Linked DNA regions of Gossypium arboreum: region 1 is linked to region 2. Evidence: chromatin contacts called from public Hi-C data. All regions are on one chromosome and are shown on one strand. The core of a region is the stretch at or near the end of the contact, and the rest is flanking DNA. Distances in the headings are between cores, read along the strand shown. Region 1 holds the start of LOC108470621 (5'-adenylylsulfate reductase-like 5). Region 2 holds the start of LOC108474219 (cellulose synthase-like protein E1).

Region 1 (4,793 bases), core at 2,282-4,781, 170 kb before region 2:
TGCTTAGGCTTTGCTTGATTGGGTGGAAAAGTGGAGGGATGGGAGGAGGGAATGGAAAAGTGGAAAGAAAATAAATATTGAGTGTGCTTGGTGGGAAGAAAAGTATAGGAAAGATGATCATTTTCTCCTTATGCTTAAAAATCGATCCTTCTAAATCAGAATGATGGGAGGGAAGAAAATGAGAGTGGTGTATGCTAGTTCAAAATTATGTATTATTCTATTTTCTTTCCTTTCAATTTTCAACCCTACCATACAATGGATGGAAAGAAAATTATTTTTTCTTTCCACTTTTCCATCTTTCCTGCCAAGCACACCTATGGAAAGAAAAATAATGTTTTCTATCCTCCTAGTTTTCTACCGCTTTAATTTTCAATCCTTCCAATTTTCTTTCTACTCTACCAAGCAAAACCTTAAAGCAGGATAATTAGCTGCACACCTTGGTGAAGCTGAAGACTCTTCAACTGCCAGATGTTCAATTTGAGGAAACATGGAACTGAGAATGTCGAACTTTGGGTACAAACTGCGTGAGAACGGGCACCAGGCAGCATAAAAGAGCACAGAAGTGGAACCATTTCTATGTTTGGAAGACAATGCTCGGTCTAAGAAGTTCCCATCCACCTGCAAAGAAAATTAAAAACATGCATAAAAGATTATCAGGAGTTTTGTCGCCATGAAACAGCAATCAACTGTACACTGATCTAAGCTAATTTACTGGAAAGAAGGCAAATTTACAAACCATAATATGATAATTAGAGGATCCTCGATAAGGAAATTGCATGAGCCCTAATTATTCGTAATGGTTAAAAATCCAAGTTGGTGGTCAAGAAAAATGGCATTCTACACAAAATTTTATAGAACTATAAGTGAATATTTCACTTTAAGGTGGAAAGGAAAAGGGTAGTGAATACAAAGGGAGTTGTTACCATCCCTGGTTTGCCTTTCAAATTTCTGTCCACATCAACTACTTTTAGTATCTATGCCTCATAAAATCAGTGCCATCCAGATGAGCACGGTTCTTTTCTTCTTTTTCCTTTTTTCCATTTTGGTAAATCAATGAAGTTTTATGGAGTAAATTTTGTTTTGAAACAGTACTAATCTTCGTAATGTAAATAGTAAAGTTTTCAAACGATCAGTTGCACAGAGAATTTAGCTAACAACAGCATCATAAGCCACATAAGCATAGAACAAAGCAATTCAAGTTAAACATAATGCTTTGGATGGGTGGGTAACACTCAAATGACAGAACATTGGTTGCACCATAGAAGAGGGTTAACTGAAGAAACTTGGATGGACTTACAGTTGCATAGGCACTCATCTTCAAGGATATTATTATCCTTGATCAGGTGAGAGGGCATCAAGTGCCTATATCTCATGTACACCCATTTTGTATATTTAAGCTCACTTTTTTGGGGGCATTATATATCCTATAAACAGACTCATGAACGAGAACTTTTTTTCTAGCTTTTTCTACTATTAGGTATGAAAGGTGTAAAAAGAGGATGCATAGACTATGATTTCAACTATGGACAAATATATATATGCATATCTTCTAAAACCAGCAATTTGAAAACAAAGCCTTAACTATGGATTTGATGATCCTTACACCTACTGATATGGTAGGTCTATACCTTACATAAAGCACAAAAACTTTCTGATGAGAGATTGGGATATTTACTTAGTTGTATATTTTGGCTCATTTATTACTAGATGAAATTCAGAGATTGTTGAGGGGTTTCCGACTCCTTTAGGAGAAGTCTACGAGGTGTCATCTATCCAAGGCTGGTGGACCCCTCAACAGGTTGGTATTGTCCCTGGTGGGGAGTTTTGTCTCCCAACCCTGTTGTGCCTGAGGAGGTGCCGAGTCCATGGAGTGAGAGAGCCTTATCAGGTGCCTAAGAAGGCACACTAATGCACATGGTTCTTCTTCTCAAGCACCTGTGAGGAGCTCCTACTCTGCGAACCCACTGCCTCTTCAAGCACAGTACAGTCGAAAGAAAAAAAAATCCACTGAGGACAATACTGGAGTTGTTGAAGGGTCCGCAGGCTCCCGACCGACGACATGGTGCAGACTTCGTCTGATTGAATCAGCCTCCCCTTAAAAAAGGATCAAAACATCAAACGATACAAAATTTACATCCTCCATCATTTAGACATATAGATCCTTTTTCAGCCACAAACTAATCAACTTAATCCTGCCACCATACACCTATAATTATGTCAATAAAGCTAACACTATTAATATTTCATAGATTCAATTAATGCTTTAGAAAACATATAACATATTTCACTAATTCGGCTTATGTTTCAGCTGATTTGCATAAGGCTTAAAACCTGAAATAGAAGATCCTAAGCTGCATCTCCAGTACTTTCCTTGTAGCTCATGTAGCCTTAAAAAATTATGTTATCTTTGCTTGGGAATACATAAAAATGCCATTCCAGTCCAAATGTTCCAGAAGAGAATAAATCTATTCAGAAGTCTTAAACAAGACTGACTGATATTAAATAATGAATGGCTAATAATTTTTGCAACTTTATTTCTATCTTCCTTATTTAATTTTTTTTTCAGAATTCAAATTAAAGTATAATGTAAGAATCCAATACCCCCATAATGCAATAAAACCTTTATTCTGATTCTTCACAATTTTACAGCCATGAAAATTCCATAAAAATACCCTAATCCTTCAGGCTAAAAACTCATAATTTCCTAGAATTTGCCTTCTTTTAACATGATTATGCAAAATCATAAATACCAAGAATCCAAAATCAAACAAAAAAATAATAATAAAACATTCCAATAAAAAATAAATTAAATCTCAAGAACCCATTTTCCTAAACCAATTAACAGATCAATCTCAATTATGAAATAAAATTTCCACCAAGATTAAGCTAAAACACGTACCTTGAGAGGGGGAATCGGAGAAAACGAAGGAGAACATTGAAAATGAAGATATTTAATGAACACATCAGTTTCATCAGAGCAAACAGAAGAACTCCAAACGCAGCGTATTAAACATATAGATATGATATAGAAAAACAAATTAACAGAAGAAGAACCCATTTCTGGAAATAATTTATAAAACCAAAAAAAGAAAAGAGAGAGAGAGTTCACAACAACAACAACAACCAGAAAAAAAGGGGGGCAAAACTGAAACCCAGAAAAGAATAAAAAATAAAGAAAGATATAGATTAAATTAGGGGGAACGGGAGGGGAAGCAGGTGGGTGTGGGCTATTTTCTTGGAAATGGGTAAAATCTAATATAATCACTGGCTTGGCTGCTAATTTGGTTCTTTTTCTTCGAAGGGTCTAAAAATTGCTCTGCTTTTGGGAAAGTATTGTAGGCTTCGGAATTTAAGATGTAAACAGTTGAATGTAAAGCTTATTTATATGAGTTGGTTGTCGTTGATGATGTTGGATTAAGAGCCGTGCCTCGGGTATGTGTCTGCGTGGGTGTAAAGGGCATTTGCTTAGCTAAAAAAAAAAAAAACAAAGAAGAAAGTACGAGTGATGGGCAAGGCAGGTCTAATTTTTGGGCTTTAAGCCCTTTTTATTTTACATACACACATATACTTCTTGGTATATTACTATAAGCAACAATTTATTATATCAAGCTACTAAAACATCATGATCTATTAATATTTTTGGGTAATTCAATAATCTTACCATATATCAATTAAAATATATTATATTTATTTTAAATATTTTTATAAAATTTGTAACATTTCAGATTATTTACAAAGCAAATTTAAAATAATATAATTATTAAATTTCTAAATGATTTACTGTTTGTATTATGTCAATATTTAATATAAAGTTAAATTAACTACAAATTAAGAAATATGATAACATATTATCTAAAAATTCATTGAGAATTGATTGGGTGTTAGTTTGATTGATATTGGCATTGTAATTAATACAAGAAGATGTGGGTTCGAGTGGTGAAATACACTATCTTCCTATTTATGAGTTAGAAAAGAATAGGTAATTATATTAATTATTGTTCATAGTGATTGACAATAATATTGGTAATAAAAGAATTGAAAATAATTATTCCAAAGTGAATCGATATAATATACTGGACATTTGAGAAAAGAAAGACATATTTGACTAAATTTGTAAATTTATTATGATGCATAGAAATTAAATTACTACATTGAAGTCATATTGTAGAGGAAATTTTAAACGCTTCAATGAGAAAATTATAATAGAGCTGATGATGATGAATGATTATGAGGGCTTTCTACCTGAAAAAATAAAATAAGAAATAATAATTCTGTCGGTCGATACAAATTATTTAAAATTTATGTAAACTTTTACAGGGTGGTATGTAGAGGTGTGCAAAATTCGGGTAAAACTGAAAAATTCGATTAACCGGTCGAATTAGGTTAATCGGTCGGTTAATCGGTCGGTTAATCGAATTAATTCAGTTGAGGGTCGGTTAATAATTTTTTGAGCTTTCAGTTAACGGTTAATTCGGATCGAAACCTGTCAGTTAATCGATTTTTTTTCGGTTTAACCGAAAAATTAATAAATAAAATTATAATATATAAATAGTCAACTATTTACTCAAACCCAATCTAATGTAAACCTAAATACTCAATCTAATATATATTAACCCAAGTATCCAACCCAACCCAATTATCCAACCCAATCATAAAAATTACAAATAATTCAATAAATAAAAATATAAATCTAAAACTAAAAATAAAAATAAAAAACATATAATTTTATACAAATAATTCGGTTAATTCGATTAATTCGGGTAATTCGGGTAATTCGGTTAACTCGATTAATT
Region 2 (4,767 bases), core at 361-2,860:
CTGAAATAAGTTAATTAATGATTCATGTTTATCATACTAAAGTTTTTTTTTTTGAAAAAGTTATTAAATATATATGATTTCAAATTTATGTGCTCTAACATGAGATTAGTTATACTGTAACAAGATTTTAATTTGACATGTTTAATTTTTAGCTTAACTCGAACAACTCCACTCAACTTGATTCGAAAAAAATTCAAACGAAGTTAAGATGATAAAATAGGACTCGTTAACTCGAGTTTTTTTCACTCGATTTGATTCGATCGAACGCTCACCCCTACCCACCACCATTTTCCATATTCTAATGGTCTATTTACTCAATTGGTTCTTCAATTAAATAAAAATTCATAGCGATTAATTTTTACCACTTTACAATTTAGTCCTTGTACCTTAATTAGCTATTTGATTAACAAAATTAATGGACCAAACTTTAATGAAACTTTAATACTAATCTCATAAATATTAAATAATAATATTTAAGAACTCTCTTACCAAAAATGGAGTTCCGAAATCGTATTTTTCGACATCACTAACTTTCGAGTCGTTACACTAAAACTCCCCTCTTTCAACCCCAAACTTCACCATATCAAAGGCCAAACTTAAGTAACTTAAAACTCACATTCTAGTAGCCAAAAACGACTTCCAAAACACCTCCAAACTAGATTTCTATAAACCATATTCGAAAAGTAACTAAAAGCATGATAACTTTGTTCATAAAACATAATAAAAAAGAGGCAAAACAAGTCAAAACATTCAAGTTGTTAATCTAGCATAATAAACTTATATAAAACCATTCAATGACCAAACTAAAGTACGGAAAATCAAAGCACGCATTGATACATTCAAAGTATATATAGCATGTTGCTCAAGGCCAACCAAAGTAGATATGGTTAATACCCCATTACAAGTAATATGAAACAATCATGTATGCACCCCTAAATGACTTCTTCAGTACATGTCATTAGTTATTAATGACAAATACAAAGGTTTCATACTCTTCAAATGAAAACAATGGTGTATGCTTGTGATCCTCAAGAAACACCGAGCCTTAGTTCGGAAGACCTATGCATAAAAACGACGACACGTTAAGCATAAAGCTTAGTGAGACAATAAGGATAAAACCTTATATACTTACCTTTAAACTAAGATTTACATCATATGCAAGATATATAATGCATTTAGAAGAAATGTGAATGACATTTACATGTCAATTCAGAAAAACAAAGAGCAGTTTAGTACCATGAGAACTCATACAAATATTCACATCAAACCATTTAAGTTTTATCAAACTAAAATCAAATTATTCATGAAAACCAGAGCTAGTTAACTTCAACCCTTAGTATGTCTAAAGAAAAAAAAGATATTATTATGAATTTCTGAAAGATAATTTAAAAACATTTTGATTTAATCTTGCAATGCTTAATAAAAAATTTTCAAATTTTTGTGGGACCATGACTGTTGTAATTAATTTTATGTGGATTTATAATTACAGGGATTAAACCTTAGATTTTATGTTAATCAATTTAAAATTTACACAAGTTTACCACTGTAATTCACATCGAATTTATTGGACTACCTTTATTATGGGCCCATGATCCCATATTCATTAGAAGATACTTCCTCCTTTTTGTTTCTTTTGAAAAGTAAAAGCCGAGCTTATCATTAATTCAATCCATAAACAAATACATCGATGCTCAGCTGTGTGTGTGAGAGAGAGAAATGGCAGAAAATGAATATGTTCCACTGTTCGAAACAAGGCAAGTTAAGGGACGAATACTGTTCAGGTGCATCGCAGCTTCAATCTTGCTTGGCATCTGCTTCATTGTTATGTATAGAATTAGGTATTTCTCAATTGGAGGAAAAGCTGAGAGGTGGACTTGGATTGGCTTGTTTCTTTCTGAGCTATGGTTCTCATTTTATTGGCTTCTCACCACTGTTTGTAGATGGAACGCTGTCATCCGTATTCCATTCATACACAGGCTCTCTCAAAGGTACATACATATCTTATTTATGTTTTCATCCCGGTTTGTTTCATATTTCATAATTGACCATTTACGTTGAATTCATTACTTTCAATCTTGGAAAGGTTCGGAAAAGAACTACCGGGCATCGACATATTTGTGTGCACGGCGGATCCGTTGTTAGAGCCACCGAGCATGGTGGTGAACACAGTTCTATCTATGATGGCATATGATTATCCACCTGAAAAGTTAAGCGTATATTTATCAGATGATGGAGGATCGAATTTAACGTTTTATGCCATGTTAGAGGCTGCAAATTTCTCAAAGACATGGCTGCCTTTCTGCAAGAAGTTCAAAGTGGAACCCATGTCTCCTGAGGCTTACTTTAGGACAGCTTCTGAACCACTCAATGTCGAAGAATGGCCTTCAGTTAAGGTAATTTTAAATCAATCATGCAAGTTGTTCGAATGTTTGCTTCTAAGTGCAATTATTATTTTTCTTTTTGCTTTTTTGGTTAAGTGCAATTTTTTATGTGGGGTTAAAAAATCTTGATAAGATTTATATTGGGTGCATTTCTGCATTATCATTGATGATGACACACGTCTCTAAAAATAGACTAGTAAAAGCACCATACGTATCCTCAGCCTTAGCAGCTCGGTCCCATTTGGTTTTTTATCCACATTTTCGCTTAAATCAATGCTTGAAATATCTAGACCATTCGTTGGATGATTTCGACCTGTTTGATTTTTATCAAATTCTAAAACATTTTAATTACATCGATAAATTATTAATATTATATAAATAAGATTATTTTATTACTGAAATCGCTAATTTAACCGTTAAATAAAATGTTAAATCTTCTGACATAAATTAAAATGAAAAACTAATATTTTTAAATCTTTTATAGAAATTATCATTTTTCTCTCTCGCTCTCTGATTTAAATTTTATTTTATTTTTAGTTTTAATTTTAAAATTATGAGGCCACATTTTATTTTTTTTTATTTTTTTATTTTTAATTATGTCGCATAAGATTTTATGTATCTAATAATTTCAATAATGAAAAACCTGATTCATATAACATTAATAAATTAATGATGTAATTAGAATATATTGACATTTGAAAACTAATTTAAAATGAGTATTATAATTTAGAGATGTCTGATATAATTAACTCTAATTTAATATGATATCTAAAATTGAAGGTTTAATGAATCCAATATATTACTTAAAAGAAAGAGAACCAGTATATTAAATTTGATAAAAAAATCAATTTAGATTATTTTACTAATTTTTCAAATATTTTGGTAAGGGATTAGATTTCATTTATACTTTAATTTTTCTTAATTTTATTTAAAATCCATTATTAACTGAAATGTAAAATTTTATTAATTATTAAATTAACTTATCCAACAATTTAAATCCACCATTTAACTTTTAATCGATTGATTTCTAACTTTTTTTTTCCAAAAACTGGTAGGACCAGAGCATTGTTGTTGATATAATTATAAAAATCAGGCCAGCTTAATTTTATTATTTTTATTTCCAAACAGAGAAGTTTGTTTTTGAAATTAAGCATTTTGTCTCATGCTAGTTAATAAAAAATAATTTGTTTAAGGTTTAAAAGAAAATTACATTCTTTTATTTTCTTCCCCCAAAAAATTGGGTATGTGGCACAATAATATGTTACTTATACATGCTATTTCCCCTCCTTTTTGACTTCTATGCTTATATCATTGAAAATCTTTTCCAGCACAATAGGGACCGAGCAATATTTATAATAATACTAATAAACATAAATTATAAATATATGTATTTTTATTTCGAGATATTGAGTTGATAATATTTCTATTTGATTCAACATTATATTATTTGTAATTTGTACAATACTTATATCTATGAATACTTTTAAAAATTCATGTAATCAATTTTTCTATTTTAAATATTTTTTGAATTAATGTCAAATTTTAAATATATAATTATTTGCACCTACATTTGATGTAAAATTTTGTTTTTTTCTTTGTCAATAATAATGCAGAGATTATACGAGGAAATGAAAATGAGGATTGAAACCACCACAAAGTTAAACCAAATTCCACAACAAGTCTATAAACAACACAAAGGATTTCGTGAGTGGAACTTTGTTACAAGTAAACATGATCATCAAACCATTCTTCAAGTAAATTGCTCATTTCATAAACTTCTAATTAGTTAGGCTTTGAATAGTTGGGCTTAATTAATAAATGATGTTTTGATTAATGTTTCTTAGATACTAATTGATGGACGAGACACCAATGCTGTGGATATTGAAGGCAACCCTTTGCCAACTCTAGTGTATTTGGCTAGAGAGAAAAGACCTCAATATCACCACCATTTCAAAGCTGGAGCCATGAATGCTCTTGTAAGTATAAATTTTATTTGGTATAATTGTGATTGTACCCTAAATTATTTTTGAAAAAAAAATAAACACTTAATCAATAATTTACAATATAAGATTCATTTATAAATATACTATTAATTCTATACGTTTAAATGCATATATAAATAGCTTATAAAATTAAATAAGCATTCAAACTCTTGCAAACAACTAAGTTATCAAACGTAGATTCGTATACTTTTGAACCAATTGAGTCACTGATTGGAAAAAGAATTAGTCAGAGGGAACAATAATTTTTCTTCCCATTAAAGATCTTTTTGAATGTGTAGAGAAATTACCTATGTGAGAATACAAACAGTAGTGGTTATAAAATTAGTTACGATAGTATGGGATTAAAATTAATTGTGATATATGTATTTAAATTTATATGTAGT

Evidence for each region. Hi-C and Micro-C count contacts between places; a contact is called where the count stands out from the background.
Region 1: a Hi-C map of leaf shows a contact between it and region 2, with 3 times the contacts expected there. The contact joins the promoter of LOC108470621 here to the promoter of LOC108474219 in region 2. A contact is called at or near these places in 2 of 5 Hi-C or Micro-C datasets (both in leaf).

The regions. Positions count from the first base shown.
Region 1 is chr11:106,036,344-106,041,136 of ASM2569848v2, reverse strand. It overlaps LOC108470621 (5'-adenylylsulfate reductase-like 5), which reads right to left and starts at 3,531. Exons shown (of 4, transcript XM_017771981.2): 1 at 2,900-3,531; 2 at 437-618. The coding sequence starts at 3,058.
Region 2 is chr11:105,863,002-105,867,768 of ASM2569848v2, reverse strand. It overlaps LOC108474219 (cellulose synthase-like protein E1), which reads left to right and starts at 1,610. Exons shown (of 7, transcript XM_053021870.1): 1 at 1,610-1,988; 2 at 2,084-2,393; 3 at 4,226-4,357. The coding sequence starts at 1,717.